7 separate regions of the Mus musculus genome follow, and regions 1, 2, 3, 4, 5 and 7 are each linked to region 6. A link is a contact called in public Hi-C and HiChIP or PLAC-seq data. All regions are on one chromosome and are shown on one strand. Each heading gives the region's core, a stretch centred on a gene start, on an enhancer-like site or on the middle of the called end of the contact. The rest is flanking DNA. Distances are from core to core; before and after follow the strand shown.

Region 1 (2,919 bases), core at 314-2,813, 590 kb after region 6:
TATCCAAAAACTGTACTGAATAATTTGGACATTGAACATGTTTTTTGTTTTGTTTTGTTTTGTTTTTTGTTTTGTTTTGTTTTGTTTTTTGTTTTGTTTTGTTTTGTTTTTTAAAGAAAGAAAAAAAGTAAAACAGAGGTCAATGAGTTAAGTATAAATGGATCCTGTGCAAATGCCTTACATTTTCCTTAATAAACATGTGGGCTTCAATACAAAGGACAGGACCTGACTAGGGAGGAAGAAGCCTTTTTCTGGCCACATTGTGACAAGAGTACTAGGAAACAAAGTGACCTGTGTGCCATACATCCAAAGGGTAACCAAGTTTGCCCATCTTCGGTGACAAAATTATACAGATCAAGAGAGTTAATGATACAGTATGGACAGTGTCTTGATTGAGGACATCAGAGGAACAAATTTCTAGAAGCCCTTTTCTTCCCAGAGATTTAACTTTTCATAAGCAAAACAATTATTTCATTCAAAAAAAAAAATAGAAAACTTCTATCAAAACGTCCTGACTCGGTTTCCTATGGAATATTGAAAGCATGCTATAGGCACAGACGTCAAGTTTGCAGGTTTAACCCCAGGGAGAGAAAATTATAGTTCCCTCCATTTATCCGTGAACCCTGCAGCTGGCAAAGGCTGCACTCTGTTAGTAATTACACCGAACAGATGAGGGACTTTTTAATTTTTTTTTATTTTGACCTGCAGTTAAACAAAATTTGCTTGTTTTATTTTTGGTTAAAAATGATGAAGCAGCAGCGACCCCGGTTTCACCCCGGAGCTGTTGATTTTCCCCCCCTCCTTCGTAATTTGTTTCAGACTACGAGTGCACGGGGTTTCATTTTAGTGGGAAACGTTCGCTGCCAAGACCTTCAGGGGTTTTATCTGCAGTTTATTTTGTTAACTACGAGTTTAAGGTTGTTGTGAACTCTCCTCCTCCTCCTCCTCCTCCTCCTCCTCCTCCTCCTCCTCCTCCTCCTCCTCCTCCTCCTCCTCCTCCTCCTCCTTCTCCTCCTTCTCTCCTGTTTTCCTTTCAAATTTCCCAACCAGAAAAGTTTGTCTTCAGCTTGAGAAAACATATTGAAGGTAGAAGGGAAGGAAGAATGAGTTCCGGAGAAGTCAAAAAAATCAACGAAGGACTGAAGCCAAAGGGAGAAAAATAATAAAACGGAGCAACTGAATTCGCTGCCATAAAGGTTTAGTGCGCTGTCCACACTCAACTCCCACCCTTCCCCCTTGTAATTCAGATTTAACACTAATAAAAGAGGGGAACTAAAGATAATTGGCTAGAGTCAAGCATTGAATATCAGGCATTTCACAGGATGACCCAGCTAGGCAACTGCAGCTGAGCGCATTTTAACTTACGAGTCCAGAACAAAAAACAATGGTTCATGAGGCAGAAAGAATGTGCTACAACACCCTGTTGCCCTCGCTGGTATTTATAAAGTTTTGGCAAAATTTCATAACAAATTTCAAAATAATGTGAAAGTGGCCTGTTTCCGGTTTCTGCCATGCTCCATGCCTGTCATGGGGATGTTGCGGTCAGGGCAAGTGGCCAAGGATTTGCCTGGCAACAGAAATGGAACAGGCCGGCTGCTACTAATCCTCACGTTTGTACAGTGCTTTTTCTACTTTGTGTTTCAAAGAACTTACGCATAGACCCCAGTCTTCAATCCCTCCAACAAGCCTGGTAGGCCAGGCTGATTTGATTTTGCAGATGATGAAGCCAAGATTGTAAGAGATGATGGATTTGATCAAGGGCACAGAGAGAACAAGAATGACCGTAGAAAATTAAACCCACTTTTCTGACTTAGACCAAAGAACCGTCTATTAGTAGTCTATTGTGGGATAAGGACACTAAAGCCATTTATTGGCTTGCCTTCCCCTCCTCTTCCATTCTCTATAGGGCTTCTGCTGTCCATCCCTATGGTCACCCAGGAACCTGAGGATCCTCTCCAAACAGACTGTAGACGAGAGTGGACCTCCACAGGGTATAGCATAGCTAATTTGTCTAAGCCTAGCACACCTTTCCGTAGACAGGGCTGGCTCTCACTTGCTCACCCAATAGTTAAATAACTTAAGCCAATGTGAAATATTCAGGGGGCAACAGCATCATTGCTGTCTCTGAAATACAAAGTAAGCCAGCCATTCAATAAGATTTAGCCCAGTATTTATCTCCGCTCATGGTCACATGTATTTTTGCTGGGTTGAAAATATTCCCTGTCCTGTGGGCACTGTGTCTGAAGGCTGCTCAGCATATTGTAAAGAGTAAAAAGAAATACTTGGACTGTCAACTTCAGGTGTGCTAGTTAACGCCACCAAATCTCTGCATCTTTTCTATGGAATTACCCATCTAATCTTTAAGGGATCGGTGTGAGGATGAGATTGGCCCACACAAGTGTCTATAAAGAGTTGGTGCTGCTGTTCTCATTGACCCAATCATTTGAACTCGGGATGTAACTTGCATGGAGGCAAACGGTACAAAGTTGTGTGATGCTGTGATGCAGGCTTTTATCACCAAAGCAACTGACCTGACCTGCCAGTGATGGGATGTGATGGCTCCAGCCTGCACGCGAAGCAAGCACTACTAAATTTCTTCAATATACTATTTCATTTAATCCTCCCCATAACCAGGACTGGAGAATTAAGCAATTATATAATTACACAGCAAATAGATCAACTCAGATAGCCAAACTGAGTAATTAGGACTGAAAACATTATTAACTGAGTTTGTAAATGAATCCTTCAGGTACTTATCTTAACTCTCTGTGTCTCTTTGTTCACTGCAAATTATCAGCCTAGGATAATTTATTCGGTTAATTTAATTGGCACTAGGGTCCAACCAGATAATTCAAGCCTAAATTATTCACATTGTCTTTCAAATGATCTCAATGTTAAAACAAGATTCACACTTCCCTT
Region 2 (2,879 bases), core at 147-2,646, 1.0 Mb after region 6:
TTTTTCTGAAACCCGTAAACTCCTTAGTAGGTACAGCTAGAGTGTGAGTGTGCTCTGAATCCTCACTGCTGTGATATACTATGTATATTAGGCTCAGTTCAAGATGTTACAGAGTAGTTTCATCTCCCAGACCCACCATCATGGCTCAAAGACAGTCTTAAGGAAACAGCCCGTTGAGAGAATCCCTCTGCTCCCTGGAAAAGCTTACGGTGCATGGAAAAGGTTATGCATCCTTGGCATGACATCCATGGGCTCTGGATACAAAGGAGGATGCATGCGAAGATGCCGCTGCAACTTGGCTTATTGATTGACTGAATCAAAGACGAAACGATAATTACCCCTGGTTCCATCTGAGCTGAGAGAGTCCATCCACACAATCTTTCCTGCAGCAGGAATGAAGCTTTATTACAAAGAAAACCCGTTTTAAAATATCTCCAAAGAGATCAAATGCCTTCCTTTACACCCTTGCAGCTCTTTAACGTGTGCTATGGGCCAAGTATTGCAATTAGAATCAGTCACGTTAAGTGCTCCAGTCACATAATGCTAATAGATCACTTTATAATGTGAGCAGTTTTTAAAAGTCGTATTTAATTTTCCATTATTGCTGTACTGAATGCTGGTTGTATCTGTCTCTCCCCTTATGGATACTGAAGCCTGGCAAAGGAACAAACGCCTGTTGGCTGATACATTGCTCAACATTGGCTTTAGTTCTCACAGGCTTGAATTGGGACCCCTGGTATATAGTCTATACCAATGTGATTATTTTGATTTCCAGACCAAATAATGAGGAAGTCTTTTATTCTTTTTGTGTCTTATAAGTGGAGTCTGAGGAAAAAAAAACCCACAGGAGCATGTATGTTCCTCTTGTTGCATGTGTATGAGCACATGAGTGTGTGGTTTTCTTTAAGAAAATGAAATGAACCAGAAAATAAGCCCTTAACAGTAACCCAAGAAATAAAACAAAATCATTTACAACACATGGGATTGTTTCAGGATATGTCGAGATTACACGGTTTAAGGGAACTATCCCGAATGTGGAAGCAATTATAAGGAAATTCATGACTCATTAGCAAACATTCCATATTGTGTTTCTCATTTCTGGGTCAACGTTACTAGTAAATATAGGCTTAAGATTTAGCTGTTTCCTTGACTTCGGCACTTGATTATAGATAGTTGGGCCATACGAAACAGAAAGCAAAAGGCCCCCTGGTTTTGAGCCTCTTTATCTTTCATATGTACAGAGTTTGATCCTAAAGGTAAGTAAGGAAGTAAGAACTTCAAAAATGTAACAGTAAGCATCGAGTCGGTGACAGAGGAGTCGCCTGGGAATGTAAAGTAAGGATTACAAGGAGCAAATGTGTACTGGTGATGTCTGTGGGGATTTTGTGTGCACCCTGCTTAGTATGCAAAATGGCTGGTGAACTCAAGTACCCAATGCTGTATGTAATGGGATCCAGATGTCTAACAGAGAGAGAAAAATATTTTATAGCAATAAATGTGACATTGACTCTTAAAGGCTTTGCTGTTTCGAAACAACTTCCCAGTCTTCCTTTTCTTTATATTTCAAGATAGCTTCAAGTAGATTGTTTAAGGACATTATTTTCATAGTTTGAAAGAAAGCGTATTTAACTTGTTACTAACTTCCAAATGACATGCCAAAGGAGGAATGATCTGTAAAAAAATAATTTTGAAATTTGTTCATTTACCAAAGCACTGGCCTCCACAAAGCTATTTATAACACATACACGCACACACACACACACAAATATATATATTTAAAACATATATATATATGGCATATATATGTGATATATATATGATATATATACATATGTAAATAAAGCATAATTCCTCCTTCCCCTAAGGAACTTAAAATACACTGGTTGCAATACCTTGCATGCAGCTGTTTGGGTGTATGGCCCAAACAGGCACAAAGTGTCTGAGAATTAAAAGAAGGAGGAGAAAACCCTGCGGCTAGAGGGTTACATGAAAAAGGCTCTCACTGGTCCATGAGGCCAGGATTTCCCACTTCAAGACCTTCCTCTAAAAAAGCAGTGAGGCTACCTTGGGGGAAAACCACCAGCTCTCTTGTGCAGCAGTTGCCTCTAACCACTCAGCTCTCCCAGCATCCCGGCAGTGACTCCCAGTGATGCTCCAACTTGCACCTTGGGAACTTCTCTTAAGCCCCTGTAAGCACCGCATCCTAATGGCGAGTTTGTAAGCTCCATAGTTAGCTGGGATTCGCCTCCAGCTTTCTCCTGTAACGGTTTGTGGGCAGTCTCTTCATCCATTCCTCACACCTGCATCTTCTCGCCTACATCACCTGCACTGTCGGTTCCGCTTTTGCCAGGTCCTGCACACAGATGTTGTGTAGAACATGGTTCTTGTGAGGGATCCTTAGCTGTCAACCTCTCAGTCTTCTAGTACACATCCATGCTGTCTTAGTCTCTTTTCTCTTGTTTGAAGGTCCTTCTGTATAAACTCCATACTTTTCAAATTCCTCCTCACCTTATATGCCTCTTCTCTGGCAGAAACTACTAAGCCTTCCCCGACACCTTGTAAGAGAACTAAGGATTCTCCCCTAAGCTCTGACTGCAGCTCACACTCAGCTAGCAGAAATGAATACAGCCTCAGACAACAGAGCGGAGTAGGGTCAATGGTTTAAGATGACAACAATGGAAAACCCCTTTATTAACTAAAACATCAACCCCTCTTTGCTATTGGCACTCCCTCTGTCTACGACCTAGTAGACTGGGTCTCAATATTGCCAATATGTCCATGTTTTGAAAGACAAAAATCTTTGCCTAAAGATTTCCTGTTGATCATTGTTGGACATTAAATTAAAACAAGCAAACAAACAAAAGGACCAACCAGAATTC
Region 3 (2,997 bases), core at 328-2,827, 980 kb after region 6:
AACTTTCAAGATATATACCATTGATGGGTCAGATTCCCGAAGTGGAAAGGCAACTTGAATTGAAAGTAATGCCAAAGACCCCAGCTCTATCTTCTATCACCTTCATGCTAATGAGGTTAATGAAGGTAAGGCAAATGGTTTAGCCTGCAGATTTTATTTGAGAATTTTAAATCTCCTGGTTCTAAAATTTTGATTATTATCTCTTTACTTCTAAGATCTTAGAATTATTTTTGAGGTTCCAGAATTAGTAGCAGAAAATCATTTTCTAGATTACAAATGATAGCTAGCCATGGAAGTGAACACCTTTAATCCCAGCACTTGGGAGGCAGAGTTTGAAACCATCCTGGTTTGCACAGAGAATCATAGGACAGTCAGGGTTAGGTCAAGACTCGTTCTCAAGAAGGAAGCAAGGAATGGAGGGAGGAAGAGAGGGAGGGAAGGAGGGAGGGAGGAAAATGGTATACCTTTGTACTAGCTCCAATTTCAGAGGACAAGATGGACCTAATGCAATTTTAATAGAGTTTAGAAGATAATGATTATCAGCAAATCACCTTCTGCTCCCTCAAGACATCTTCACTGAAGAACATGATGGTTTGCAGTAAAGCATCATAAGGGAGATTCTAACACAGCAGCAAGGAAAATACTAACACATCACGTTGCCCGAGAGCAGGATTCATTCTTTAACCAAGTCAGGGGCACCTCCAGAACACAAACCATAGAAGACAGAAAGTTCTACAAAGTTCTAGGGCAACCCTAGCAAGTACATGGCTTTCAGTCACTCTGAAACAATTGTTCTGATTCCGGGATTTACAAGTTACCTTGTAATGTAAATAGTTTTGTTTTGTTTCTTCTTTTCCATGCATTTGAAAGCAATGGATTTGTTAAAAATATTTCTTGGAGCCCAAAGCTGAGTCCAATCTGTATGGCTGAGCACGTGAGAGTCACTCTGGTAAAGGGTGTTTAATGAATAACTTTGCAGTAAAAGGCCTTGAAAACTTCCTCCGAACACCAGATCCCAGCTCCTTGTCTAAAATACGTTAACAGCCTCCAGAAGGTTTTGAGACGCTGCTAAGTGCGTCAGGCCGGCTTCAGAAGCCCTGACATTTCCATTCTGCCACAGGAAAAGGTTCCTCCTTGGTCTCCACCCTTCCCCCACCCAGGCTGTGTTTGGAGACCGAGTGGGTTAGTGGTTCTGCTGGAGAGAAAGATTGATAAAGCCAAGGCATCAGAGTTGTTTCCTATGCATGAAATTGATTAAATGCTTCGCTAAATGGCTTATAAATTTGCTTCTCATATTTCTATCACCCACTGAAAAGATTACAGAAACTCCGCATATGACCATGTTGTATACAATACCAAATTACAAAAGGTTGTAAAAACTAATGTTTTGTTTAAAGTTTTGAGCAGGACCATATGCCTTCAGTGACCTTGAGTAAGCTATTTTAATTCAAAACATTTCAAAGACTATAAAGGGGAGAAATATAACAAACCAGCCTAGCTGGGCAGACTTCAGCTCACACTGTTCAAATGTCTTGTCGTCTGCTCAGGGCCCAGGGATACTCCCCATACAAATGCCTGCGCTTCGAAAGCTGGGAAGCACATGTGGTGTCAACAGGGATATATTTACAAAGGAGATGAAACAAAGCCATTGAGACCTCCCAAAAGCTGAGTCTGTTCTCTTATTTTTAGTTCAGAAGGGCGCATCCTCGGGCGTAGGAGTCCTGAACACTCTGGTAGGACCATGTAGAGAAGATGACAAGTATTAACTGGGGTGGGTGGGACCGTTTTATTTGCGAAGCTTTGTTTTGGTTTAAATCTTTACACATCTTTCAGATGTCAATGATGTTCTATTCTCTCTTGCTCAGGAATTCCTTCTAAGGATTATATAACATTGGGGGTTGGGGGTTAGCCTAGAAGCAATTTACAGGCAAGCAGGTGACCCACAGATGTTACTTGGGAAACTAACCTTCTCTAACATGGCCTGAAAAATACCTTCAGTTCTACAGGAAAAATGATATTCCTTCATAACATTTATAGGACATCATGTCCTAAGCAAGAATTAACATTTGGCATTAATGCACGGTTCTGGCAGGAATTTCAAGAGAAGAAGGTTTACAACCAGGGATGGGGTAAAAGCCCTACTGCTCTCGTGTCTGTGGAATAAGCCCAACATTCACCGTATTCAGAAACAATAAGGGCAAGGGCAAAGATGGCCACCGTAGCTAGGGCAGGCCAAAGCCCAGTGAGGTTCAAATTGTCAGTAGAAACTTCAACACCAGGTCCAGCCTGAGGCAAGCCTGCTTCCTATGCAGTTTCTAGGCACACTGAGTGATCTACCATTTCGTAATCTTACTAGGAAAACCTGTTTTCTTTCTTTCTTTCTTTTAGTTGTCATACGTTCATTGCACATGTTACCAGGTGTAAGCATACTTTCAAGTATATAGCATACTTTTTGCGAATATTCTTCTCCATACTCCTGTCCTTTCTCTCCCCTTCCCATTAATTTCCTTTACGCCTTACAATTTCAATTCTTCTTTGTGTAATGTGTGTATGCCCATGAGCAGACACTTGTGTGCATTTATTTGAACATGTCCCTATGATGGAGTACAACATGTATGTATGCATGTGTGTGTGTGTGGGGGGGGGGGGTGTGTCAGAACAACCTTAGGTGCCATTGTTCAGGCAGGAATTTTTCCTTCCTAAGGAATTTTTTTTGGGGGGGGGGGTTGTTAGTTAGTTAGTTTGCTTGCTTGCTTCTAAGACAGAAGCACTTGCCTGCATTTTTTTTTAAGTAGTATAGGCTAGATGGTCAGCCAGTCCAAGAATCTTTCTGTCATATAAGCATGTGCCACCATAACTAGCTTTTTTGATGTGCCTTCTGGGGATTGAATTCATGTCCTCCAACTGTCAGAGCCAAGATGTTACCAACTCAGCTGCTTTCTCAGCCGCCCCACATGGTTGTCATGTCATATATGCACACATGATTTTACGCAACTC
Region 4 (2,769 bases), core at 241-2,740, 820 kb after region 6:
AAGAATGCGGTGGGGACTGAAAAGCCCCTGCCCCATTGTCCCACTCCCCGGCACTGATCCTTGCTTTTAACATCATAATGAAGGATGCTCTTTAGTGGATTATCTTGAGAAGGGATTAACTCCTTCAAGTCTTCTTAGGGGGAAAGGTGTTTTGAGCCTTAAATACACACCAATTGCCTGCTTAACTTTTCATCTTATTTTGAAAACTGCCCAGCTGGAATTCAAATTCTTTTCCATAGAGCTGAATTTTATTAGTAGCAAAGTTGGAGTTGGGCGCAGCAGATGCTAAATATAAGCGCTGTTCTTTTAATCTCGTGGGGCCAAATGTTTCAGATATTTCACTGAGACGGGGCCGTCAGGATAAGTCTCAATCTAAACTCTGCAAGTGCTGAAATCCTCACCCATCTCCCAGACACAGAGTTTAAGCCTGCTGGAAGACCACGTTTTTTTACCCCAACTTCGCCTTTAAACTCCACTTGTCTAGATCCCCCCTGTTCTGGGGCTTTTAACATTATCAGTGCTGTTTTAAGTCACACTCAAAGTAGAGCCCAATGTCTAATAAACACACACTCGCTTGAAAATGTGAATAGTTGGTCTATAATTTATAATCAGGTGGCTTCCTCCACCTTTATCTTAATAACAATTTATTTCTGCCTGCCTGCTGCATGTATGCCTTTGTTCCAGATACACGGGACCCTTCCTCCAACCTGATTTCTATGAACTACAATGTTGTATTGGATAACTTTTACCAGGGAACTAGATAGTTCTTGCCTTGTACAGGCGCCGCCTTTTCTTTTAACTCAAACTTCTTTTCCTGGTAGATTATAACTTTTCTTTTGTTCAACAACCCCCCCCCCTTTTTTTTTGGCCAGAGAAAACAATCATTTTTTTAAATGCCTGTTTAATGCAGAAAATTACACCCCCCCCCCCATTACACACACACACAGGAGAGAGAGAGAGAAAGAGAGAGAGAGAGAGAGAGAGAGAGAGAGAGAGAGAGAGAGAGAGAAACTTTTTCTAAGACCTCTTTCAGGGTCATTCGTTTTAACCAAATGATAACACACATCACCCGCAGCTTTTAATAATAATAAAAACGTTATATGCTGAACGCATGTCTTAAAATCCAGATCCAAGAAAACTTCAATTAACAAAAAAAGTCAGGACAATGAATTTTGGTGATTCTTTTGCACATTGAAAGTTTGCAGGTGCACAGTTCTTCTGAGGCACATGAAATAAAGGCTGGCTCTTTTGATATCTATACATCCCCGCACACACTAACTATCCTAGAGGCTCCGCTTTAGTGGCAATAACCCTCCACATTCTTTCAGGGTAAACTCTTTAAGGAGTCATGAATTTTATTTATACTCTCTCTCTCTTTGAGAGTCTTTTGTTTATTTGCTGTTTCTTTCTTTGTGAAATAACACTCCCAGAGGAAAATCCCCTCTCTGCTTAAGGAATTAGGCCAGAGACAAAAGCAGTGAATTCTTTAAGCCTTGTTTTGTGCTAAGAGAAATGTTTGACATTTCTGTGGAGAGGTGTTTAGTTTGGACTCATTAGGTCTTAGGGACACTCTTTTCTCTTTCTTGGTCTTTCAGTTTCTGCCACTGTTCCCCCCACCCCACCCCATGTTTGGAAGACTGAAGAGAATTTACCAGAGAGTAGAGTGTAATTAGGTTTCCTATGAGCCAAATGCAAAAATCCAGTTGTTTTTTAAAGGAATCTCCCTTGCACAGCAGGTCCAGAGCTGAGTCCCACTTCCTCATACCCATCTGGGCCTGAGAAGCAGAAGCATAAACACAGAAGGGCGCTTTCTCTGATGGAGATGAATACTGTCCATGAAACTCTTTTAAAGAAAGTTGCTTGTCCAGTGCTCTCACGCATCACTGTCTGACCAACGCTTTCAGTTCCCCATGCTTTCTCTAGGAACAAAATAAACTCGGGTTTTACATGAATTGTATCACAAAGAAAGAATTTTAATTATTTTTGTTTTAGATGCATTGTCTAGCCACAGTTTCTTCCCACAATCGTTTAAAAGATATTTATGGCCTTGCCTGAGTATCAGAGCTCAAACATTTGGCTTCCACTGGTAATAGAGATGTCATACTGGCTTGTTAATTTTCTTGCCTGAATTTGGACAAGCACAAATCTTTTGTAATTTCCCCCAATCTCATTGGATGTGGTTTTAAAAAAAATGTGAAGGAGATGAGGTAGGAAACAGAGGAGTCCTACATTGACACCACACCTCACAGAGTGAGGAAGTCAATAAGGTAGCAGGACACCATGGACCAGAGCGTCAGCAGATGACATCCTTACTGCCATGCAAGCATGCAGTACATCTCTTGTCTGGTCTTCAAATCATTCGCAGATCTAGTTCTGAAAGTAAAGATGAAAGGGGGTGTGGAAGATGAGAAAGAGAAGAAAGAAAAAGGAGAGAAGAAAGAACGGGGAATAATAATAAGAAAAACAGAAGGGGGAAGCAGAAGGGAAAGAGGAGGGGGAGGACAAGGAAGGAGAAGGAAAAGAAGACAGAAACACTAAAGAGAAGTTTAGTGTCTGGGATTAAACAGGAAACACTCAGAAATAGATCCTTCTACTCCTGGACTGTGCCACAGTACAGTACGCCTCCCTGGTCTGCATCCATTGTTCCAAAGTACTCACTTGTCTGTTTTGAAATTGTGGAGAAGCCACAGCCTTGTCCACCCAGCCCTGTCATGAAAGATGGAGATGAAGGGCTAATTTCCTTGGGCCTGTTGACTTTAGGAGAAAGTT
Region 5 (2,700 bases), core at 154-2,653, 790 kb after region 6:
CCTTGTTTATACAAAATAACACCAATATGGAGGGAAGCCGTAAATCCGTTGTCGTTAAACAGTGGGGAGCCGCTGGCTCTGGCAGCCTGCCCACCAGCGACGTGAACTCGGCTGGCACTGAGCGTGCAGGAGCACGGCCCGGGCGGGCTTGCCAGCCTAGCCAGAGAAGGCCGGAGCTGCTCCCTCTCTGCCCACCAGATGACTCTTCGCATTCTTGTCAAATATATTTAGAACAAGAGGTGTCCGCTTAAAGAGACGCATTTGTTAATCACTTAAATGCAGGCGTTTGGCCGCGAGCCAAGTTTACCTTTATAAATATGTAGGATCGGTTTCCAGCTAGGCAGACAACTCCTGGGTGAGATCTCCTCCCCCCCCCCCCCCCGCACCCTTCTCTGGGGCAAGCGTCTCCTCCAATCGACCTAAGGTGCATGTCCCTAACACCTTATTAATTTTGTAGCCGGCGGGGGTTTCCTGAGCCCATGCCAGTCTTCTATCTGAAAGTTAAAGGAGATAAACACACGCTGGCCCTGCACAGAGAGGAGAGCGGTGTTTCTTTAAGTAAGGAGCAGATTAGAGTTAAATTCCTGTTGACTGGAGAGCCGGTGTCCACATCCTTCTGTTTACCAGCAGCTGTCCCTGTTAATGACACTCTGATAACTCTAGAGCTGCCCTGGTCAGCGGTGGGTGAAGCAGATAAAGACGCCACTGTTAAACAGCCCAGACCTCCACTTCTCTCTCACTCCTTGACTGAAGAGTCAGTGAAAAGTGCCCAGAAGAGGCAAGCCCTGGGTGCCCTGGCATTTGCTCCCCAACTTGCGAGTTCATAGTCCAAAAGCCCTGGCTGTTCAGGCAGTCTACTGCAAAGCTGATGAAAATTCCAGCAGTGGAGACTGGAAGGGCAGGGTGGGGGCGGGGAGAGCAGCTGCCTAGCCGGGTCAGAAGGTCAGCCGTAGGCATCTTGGAGAACTCTCCTCCTCCTGGTTTAGTAGCAAGGACACTTCCCTGCCCCCCAACCCGACGAACAGAGATAGTTAACATCTCGGGGCCTCAGCAAAGAACCACAGCTGTCCTAGGGTCGTTAACCACAGGGAAGTCACGTTTAATATTTGGAACAATCGCCCTCCAAAGATTTTATTGTTGTAGGGGACTTTGCCCTGCACCCTGGTGAATACCCTTGAGTCTGCAGCCAAAACCGCAGGCGAGAAGATTAAAGAAAGGTGCCTAAAGTGACTTGGAAAGGTTAGTGGCAGTGTATGAGCTGGAAGCCAGCTCCCTATCTGTTATTCGTTCCAGGCAGACAAACAGATATTTAAATTTCCTACTTGAAGCAGGCAGACAGCAGCTCTCTAGCTTCTTCTTACACTGGGGAACCTGCCAAGCCCTCACCTGGCTCAGCTCCCAGCCTGGGTGATCCCTGGGCTTTCTAAGACCCACCTCCAGCCTGCTTAATTCCTGAATACAACCCACGTGAAGATCAACAAACGCAGAATCCCATAATCCCTTTCGTGCTCTAACCAGTGAAGCAGACATACCTCCAATCAAGGCCAGGCCTCGGACAAATTGATTTCTGCTTTTAGAAAGTGTAAATATTTTTGCTTCTTTTCACCTAATTTTTGTCACCTGAAGTATGCCCCTGATTTACTCCAGGAGATACTGAGGGGGTCAGGGAGGTAAAAGGTTAGCCAAGTAGGGTGAGCTGTTCAAAAGAAAAATGAGCTTACTTGGAGTCCAGGTGATTTCCTTAAGAAGGTCTAAAAAGGTCTTTGATATTATTATGAGACTAACAAGGCAGGGTATTTCTCTTTCTTTTTCTTTTCTTTTTTCTTTTTCTCTTTCTCTTTCTGCTTCTTTTTCATTTTCATTTTCTTTTCTTCTTTTTCTTTTTCTTTTTCTTTTCCTTTTTCTCTTCTTTTCTTTCTTTCTTTCTTTCTTTCCTTTTTTTTCTTCTTATTTTTTTCTTTCAAGACAGAATTCTTCTATGGAACAAAGCCTACTCCTGAACTAGCTTTGCAGACCAAGCTGGTCTCAAAATCACAGAGGTCCTATTGCTTCTGCTTTTGGAGTTCTGGACTTAAAGGCATGCTTCACTACCCCTGGGCTGAGACAAACTATTCTAATACACTGTCTAGGGCACCATAAGGTCTGTGATCCATATTTCCAAACTGTAACATCTCCACAAATATCTTTACACAAAACATTCTAAAATGACTCCTTCTTTACAATGTAATTGGATTATTGTCTTGGTGTGTGTGTGTGTGTGTGTGTGTGTGTGTGTGTGCTTGTGTGTGTATTCAAGTTTTCCTATGTGTGTGGGTGCATAACTGTGGAGGTCAGTCTCCAGTTTTGAGAAAGGTTTTCTCAATGGCTTGGAGCTCACAATTATTCGTGAGTCCAACCATTGTGCATGAGTCCAAGAACCCTCAGGCATCCAACCATCTCCACCTCTCTAGCACTGGAGGATTACGGTTACATACACTCCATGTCTTGCTTTTACTCAGAGGTTCTGGGGATAGAAGTCAGATTGAACTGAACCGCTTACTGACTAAGTCATCTCTGTAGCCCTAGATTGTTAACTCTTTATGGGAGATTTTAAATTAGCAGTTGCTAATGAGTTGACTCTTGTCTCCACAAAATTCCTAGCTGAGAGTGCAGAGCCTCCAGTCCCTCAGAATACCACTTGGCTAGGTTCCATTTAGAGAT
Region 6 (2,833 bases), core at 228-2,727:
TGAGAATCGACCTGGCAATAATGTACAGGCTAAGAACGTTCTATTTACATATGTAGGTTATTTAAAATATGTCTTGTTAAATAAATATTTAAAATCCCTCCTTATTTGGCTTATAAAGTGTTCGAAAAGAGGCTGCAGTTTGACTTTACAGAATGTTCAAAAGTGAGAGACTTGATCTAGACAATTGTCCATGCCCAGTTAACATCACCTCCTATCCTTGCATAGCAGGGCACACAGAAAACATTCTTAGTAAAAACAACAACATCAATTATTTACATCAGCACTGAAATGTATACTAATGGGAACAAGTTGGTCTTCAGGAATTCATATAACTTATAGAACATATAAGTACAACAAGGAGCCTAGGTATGAATGAACGAGATGCCCAACAGTGGATAGGGTGTATGGAAAACAGTGGTGTCACAATAAAATGTTCCCTCTGTGGGTAATTTCCTTCTTGTATATATCTAGATTTACTTTTAAAGGGAAATAAAATAAAATAGAGAACCAAAAAGAGATTTTTTTTCATGCCCGTCAAATCAACAAGACCCTGGTAAGAAGAACAGACACAGGACGTGACAAGGTGGGAAGATAAGAGAGTCTCAATGATACACAGGAGGGATTCTGCTGGAATTGATGAGGGCGCCCTGAAGTTAACTTTCCTCCAGAGGGTTTGCCTCTAACCGCCTTTGGTCCCTGCAGAACGGTTCTGTGAACATGGCAGCTGCGGATCCACCAGGGGGAGCAGTTCGCCAGCACAAAACCAACCTTCCCGAAGGAAGCCGCTGAAGTTGGCTCTTCCTCTCAATTTACACAGCTGACAGGACCCTGATTTTATCAGTTCTCCTAGATGCAGCACGCACATACCTGGAGCTGATTCCCTCCAGCCAGCCTCATGCTACTGGGATACGATACACCTCACAAACTCATGATCACAGGCACGCTTTTCCGTGCATAGCAGCCCTTGTAATGTACCTCGCCTTTTTTTTTTTTTTTTTTTTTTTTTTAATAGGAAGTAATTTGGGCTCAGCTTCCACACCATCTTTTAAGGAGAGAATGAATAGTTTATCAAACTAGTTGTTCGGCGTGGCATTAAAGTGTGTGAGAGTCTCCCTCAGGTCTCGAAGGCAGGTATCTACTGGAGTTTACTGATAACCCGGTTTCTCTCTTCAGCAACCCCCCCCCCTTTTTTTTCTTCCTTTAACCAAAGCCCTGGGGCTGGGAAAGAAAACAGCTGTCAGAGAAAGGCTGGTGTCGGTGATAAGCCTTTTGTGTGCAAGCTCAAACTTTGAGACCAGCCTGTCCAAACAAAACAGCTGTGGTCTTCAGTGTGGACGGCAGAGTACACCAAGTCTGTTGGTGAAGGGGGGTTGGGGGGTTGGGGGAGGCAGAAAATATGCCGGTCCCTGAAGCATTCTGTACATGGTTGCACAATCCATGAAGGAATTCCCAAGGGGAGCCAAATTTTATTTTTAGTAGAGGTCAGTCCTCCGGTCTCTATCCTAATCCTCCATTGTGGCGCTTTAGCACATTGCTGTTACAATAGCCCTTGATGCTTGAGGTGGAAAGCCTGGCTCCTGGCTCCGCAGCTCTGGCATGAGGAAGGCGGAGGAGCCTGGGGGCTCATTCTAGACTCCCAAGTCGCTAGTGAAACTGCTCTCGGGGACCCTTGTTTCTAGATCAATCTGCTTCAAGATCCGCCTCTTTCTGTTAGTCACAGAGCCTGTGTCAAGAGCCTGTAAAGAACAATGTAAGGGACGCCAAGGCTACTTTGTAACCTTAGTCTGTGCACCCGGCTCTTAAAGCCACTAAGTGAAGCGAAAGTCACTCTTTTTTTTTTTTTTTTTTTTTTTTTTTTTTTTGAGAAACAAGCAAACAAACAAACAAAAACCCAACAGACTGTTTCTGGAACTTATCTGCTTTCGTTCCCTCATTTGTCCCTCATGGGCAACTCTGTAGAAAGCAAGCCTGCAGCTGACATTCAGGGAGTAGCTGATACCACCTTTCTACGGGGGTTAGTGTCCCTTCTAAGTAAATCAAACACAGGAACTAACTTAGGAGCATTTTCCTTCAACCTTTCTGTTATTATACATTCTCATAATTTTCAAATTGACTTCTGAATAAACCACAGAGGGGGGAAAATCATGATTCTCAGGTGATCTTACGTATTTAATCTGTCGATTGTTGTTGTATGTTGTTTTTTAAGAGGACCAGGCTGAAAGAGCTGAAATCATTTCGGGCAAAGTTTTATTTTTGGTATTCCACTACTTTATCACAGTTGTTCATCCTGGAAATGGAAGTGAAAAGAATCCCATTAAAAATACATAATAGTATGGGCCAGGCATAGTAGCACATAGAATCCCCAAACTTAAGAGACAGAGGCAGTGTTGAAACAAACTCAAGAGCTAACATTGTGATCTGATGTTATCACAGGGATCTATGTCTCAGTATGGGGGTAATCTGGGTATTTTTGGACCAGGAGACTGAAGGACAGACAGCACTTTACCTGGCTGATTTTCTTGCTACTCTTCTAGTTGTGTTTGCGCAGATACCACAATGCTATATTCTGAATTCTGGCACAAATCCATGAGAGGTAAAGCTTACATGGGTATTAAGTGCTTAGTCACCAGATTGAAGAAACTGAGTCACATTTTATACCTAGTAGAGCAGTAGAGGGCTGTCTGCCCCTGCCCCTGCCCCTGCCCCTGCCCCTTTCTGCTTTTGCCTTTTTCCCTTGCCCTTCCATTCCTTTCCAATCCCTCGCTTCCTGAGTTGCTCCAACTTAAGGACCTGTATGTGATAAACAAACTGTACTGCAGAGCCATGGGTCAGA
Region 7 (2,727 bases), core at 131-2,630, 900 kb after region 6:
CAAGACTCCCTCAACTAAAGTTGCCACTCGCTCCCTGTTTCTGGATTTGTGAATAACTCAAATGGGTGGATTCTGTTTCTCCATCCTGTCCTTGTGTGTCTCTATGTGTGTTTCTGTCTCTCTGCCTCTCTGTGTCTCTCTGTCTCTCAGTCTCTCTGTCTCTCAGACATTTCTGTCACACACACACACACACACACACACACACACACACACACACTCCTGCTGTCTCCCACCCCTACAATCGTTAGACTTTATGTCTTCCTGAAGCAGAACTTTAACTGGACATATTTTAGTGTATCCACAGTGACACATCACTCTGCAGGTGTCCCTCCAGTGAAGGACATGTATGAAACTTTGAGTGGAATTAACACTGCTAAACTGAGTTTGAAACTGCAAGAGGAAGTGCCCTGGGATTTACCAAAATAGTCTGGGAGTTGAAAAATTACAATCCAGGTGCCTGGCTTTTTCAGGTTACTCCCCTCCCTCCACTCCCATGCACCGCTGCCTGCAAGCTTATTTACAGAGTCAATTAACGAAAGATAACCTCCCATTGTGTAACCATCAATAAATCAATCGTGTTAATACTATCTTGGAATGTCCCCCACTATTGACGTTCATATTGTTTACATTAGACACTTGAGAAAGCCAGAGCCCTTGAGTCGGCTTGTTCCAAGTTAATGGATTCTGGAGTAGCCATTACTACATATTACTTTCTTTACAAAATATTTGAAGTTGCTCTGGGGTTCACCTGCCTTATCCATGCTGGCAGGGCGCCCTCCTCCCAAGCAGCAGGATCCAATCTCTGCCACAGAGAGCCCCGTGACTACTTAGGAGGGCAAACATTTATGAGCAGTCATAAGGCAGCCACTTAGGGTACACCTACTTCTTTGTGATGCGAATAATGTATTTCCACCCAGCCCAGCCCCCCACTGTCAGCCACCCTCAACAATCTGAGGAATCAAATTAATCTTCAATTATGCCAAAGAATCTTAGCGGCTAACACAGCTCACGTTACCAAGTCACTTAACAATTGTGAGCCTTTCATACAGAGAGCACCCCAAACACGGGGCTTTTCATAATTTCTCTCCCTCCCCAATAAACTGAGGGAACTCTTTCCACCCTGTGATCATTTCAACATGGGGGAATCTTGAAGATGTTGTTGATTAGCTTTGAAAGTGAATGAGAAATAAATCCTTGTGCATAATGCCTACGGTCTGAACTTTGTCACTCCAGGCATAAAGTCGGGTCTAATGTTTTGTTTTCTGTTTAGTACTTCCTCTCTAATGACACCAGAAAGACTTAAAGAACAGGTTTTTCTCTTAGCAGGGACACTCCTAGGCTTTCTGGCCAAGGGAGTTTGCAAAGGCAAGAAATGTGCAGGATTAGAAAGGAGGGAGGGGGAGGGAAACCCGGTGGTGCAGTGTCTGAAGTTTCAGATTTCAGAGCTGGCTGCAGACCTGGGCAAAGTTCACTGCTCCCTCTTCGAGATGTGGTACATACTTTTCAAGTTTCCACTTGCTTCTTAGAGAGGGAAAAATGTGGCCTGGGAGTTGAGGTTGCTAAGGCCGAGTGGAGCCAATTTAAGCAAGCATTCCTTTCCGAAAAGACAGGTTGCCTCGCTGTTGTTATTTCACTGCAAATACCAGAAAGTCTAGATCCTCCGCACTCTAAGCAAATACTTGAGCTGCAATGTTGAAGCCATCTTTTTTCTACTGTGGGAAAACAGCTATGCCCCTCCCTGGCTCTTCTCTACTTATGCCTTGACAAAGTGGAATATTAACATACCTTGTTGTACATCTTATCAAACAATGGCTTCATTTTTCGCTTGCTAAGGATGGGTAGTTATGCTACCCATGACTACTAGGTTATAAAAGAAAGCTCTCGTTGTTCCTAGTCTTTTTTTCTTTTCTTTTAACTTTCATGATATATCTATCTTCTGAAGGGTGTTTTAAAAAGGGTGAATAAAATAGACAGGACTTAGGAAAGGAAAACAGACCTAATTACCATCTCTTCTAGGTCTTACTGTGACCCTAAAGTGAAAGCTCCAAAGAACAAGAGTGGCCTTAGAACTTGCACACCAGTATGTTTATGCCTTCAACTTGTTTGTACAATAAAGCTGTTGATTCTCTTCCAAAATAAAGAGGATTTTCAGTTTTTTTTAATGAATCAATAGTTATTAGTATTTGTGTCTTACATGAGAAAGTAAAATAAGTTTCCAAATTTATAGATATAATATTTTGCATAAAAATTTGCATCAGTTGAGCATTTAAGTCCATACCGGTATGTAACTTTATATTACATTCTGAAAAGCCTTTTTATATGGAGAGAGTACACTTGTATTCAGGGCAGTACATACTAAATTGAAAATTTAGACAGTCAGTTAGGAAACTGTCCTCTGTACTCAAAATGTCATTGTTTCTCTACAACCTGGAAACACCCATCTTTTAGTCAAACTAGAAAATGGTAAAGAGACCACACATATGCTTTGACACTTCAAAAAGCCCCTGGGACCTTGAAGTGTATGAAGTGATAAGCTGGAAGGTGGACACCCCTTCCTGGAGTGCTTTGCATGGTTTCTTTCTCCACCTTAACTTCCTACACACTGCTCTTACCCATGTCCCTCCTTGCTAACTCTTGGTTTTCCTTGCACGTTGTCATTTTGCTTTCTGCTTTGCTTGTGTCTTGCCCTATGCCACCACTTCCATATATCCCATGTGACAAACACTC

The links. Hi-C and Micro-C count contacts between places; a contact is called where the count stands out from the background. HiChIP or PLAC-seq counts read pairs in DNA pulled down with a chosen protein or histone mark.
Region 1: a Hi-C map of uterus shows a contact between it and region 6, with 6 times the contacts expected there. The contact joins two enhancer-like sites. A contact is called at or near these places in 13 of 484 Hi-C or Micro-C datasets (the C2C12 cell line, cerebral cortex, cranial neural crest and 5 more) and 7 of 115 datasets of contacts at active chromatin or transcription factors (craniofacial prominence, embryonic limb bud, fetal liver and 4 more).
Region 2: a contact with region 6 is called in a Hi-C map of uterus, with 5 times the contacts expected there. The contact joins two enhancer-like sites. A contact is called at or near these places in 3 of 484 Hi-C or Micro-C datasets (all in uterus) and 4 of 115 datasets of contacts at active chromatin or transcription factors (the NIH/3T3 cell line, embryonic fibroblasts, embryonic forebrain and 1 more).
Region 3: a Hi-C map of uterus shows a contact between it and region 6, with 2.2 times the contacts expected there. The contact joins two enhancer-like sites. A contact is called at or near these places in 4 of 484 Hi-C or Micro-C datasets (all in uterus) and 1 of 115 datasets of contacts at active chromatin or transcription factors (neural tube).
Region 4: a Hi-C map of uterus shows a contact between it and region 6, with 5 times the contacts expected there. The contact joins two enhancer-like sites. A contact is called at or near these places in 3 of 484 Hi-C or Micro-C datasets (embryonic fibroblasts and uterus) and 2 of 115 datasets of contacts at active chromatin or transcription factors (epiblast stem cells and neural tube).
Region 5: a contact with region 6 is called in a Hi-C map of uterus, with 5 times the contacts expected there. The contact joins two enhancer-like sites. A contact is called at or near these places in 9 of 484 Hi-C or Micro-C datasets (the C2C12 cell line, the HL-1 cell line, adipose-derived mesenchymal stem cells and 4 more), 7 of 115 datasets of contacts at active chromatin or transcription factors (the NIH/3T3 cell line, craniofacial prominence, embryonic hindbrain and 4 more) and 1 of 9 other capture datasets (embryonic stem cells).
Region 7: a contact with region 6 is called in an H3K4me3 HiChIP or PLAC-seq map of craniofacial prominence, with 5 times the contacts expected there. The contact joins two enhancer-like sites. A contact is called at or near these places in 4 of 484 Hi-C or Micro-C datasets (nephron progenitors and uterus), 1 of 115 datasets of contacts at active chromatin or transcription factors (craniofacial prominence) and 1 of 9 other capture datasets (embryonic stem cells).

What each region holds. Positions count from the first base shown.
Region 1 is chr7:70,821,090-70,824,008 of GRCm38.p6, reverse strand. No RefSeq gene overlaps it. Among named protein-coding and RNA genes, the nearest start is that of Gm39032, 20 kb to the right of the region's middle. Within about 2 kb of position 1,563, at least 40 of the 459 cell types and tissues checked have an H3K27ac peak or open chromatin away from gene starts, as enhancers often do. A contact at or near this core is called in heart atrium, kidney and uterus, where this site is marked.
Region 2 is chr7:70,414,923-70,417,801 of GRCm38.p6, reverse strand. No RefSeq gene overlaps it. Among named protein-coding and RNA genes, the nearest start is that of B130024G19Rik, 51 kb to the right of the region's middle. Within about 2 kb of position 1,396, at least 24 of the 459 cell types and tissues checked have an H3K27ac peak or open chromatin away from gene starts, as enhancers often do. A contact at or near this core is called in uterus, where this site is marked.
Region 3 is chr7:70,432,116-70,435,112 of GRCm38.p6, reverse strand. No RefSeq gene overlaps it. Among named protein-coding and RNA genes, the nearest start is that of B130024G19Rik, 68 kb to the right of the region's middle. Within about 2 kb of position 1,577, at least 5 of the 459 cell types and tissues checked have an H3K27ac peak or open chromatin away from gene starts, as enhancers often do. A contact at or near this core is called in uterus, where this site is marked.
Region 4 is chr7:70,589,147-70,591,915 of GRCm38.p6, reverse strand. No RefSeq gene overlaps it. Among named protein-coding and RNA genes, the nearest start is that of Gm35894, 3.1 kb to the right of the region's middle. Within about 2 kb of position 1,490, at least 11 of the 459 cell types and tissues checked have an H3K27ac peak or open chromatin away from gene starts, as enhancers often do. A contact at or near this core is called in uterus, where this site is marked.
Region 5 is chr7:70,622,929-70,625,628 of GRCm38.p6, reverse strand. No RefSeq gene overlaps it. Among named protein-coding and RNA genes, the nearest start is that of Gm35894, 37 kb to the right of the region's middle. Within about 2 kb of position 1,403, at least 103 of the 459 cell types and tissues checked have an H3K27ac peak or open chromatin away from gene starts, as enhancers often do. A contact at or near this core is called in heart atrium, nephron progenitors and uterus, where this site is marked.
Region 6 is chr7:71,410,270-71,413,102 of GRCm38.p6, reverse strand. No RefSeq gene overlaps it. Among named protein-coding and RNA genes, the nearest start is that of Gm36260, 32 kb to the right of the region's middle. Within about 2 kb of position 1,477, at least 73 of the 459 cell types and tissues checked have an H3K27ac peak or open chromatin away from gene starts, as enhancers often do. A contact at or near this core is called in craniofacial prominence, heart atrium, kidney and 2 more, where this site is marked.
Region 7 is chr7:70,513,559-70,516,285 of GRCm38.p6, reverse strand. The region is part of intron 1 of Gm44812; the gene reads right to left. Among named protein-coding and RNA genes, the nearest start is that of Gm44812, 5.8 kb to the right of the region's middle. Within about 2 kb of position 1,380, at least 48 of the 459 cell types and tissues checked have an H3K27ac peak or open chromatin away from gene starts, as enhancers often do. A contact at or near this core is called in craniofacial prominence, nephron progenitors and uterus, where this site is marked.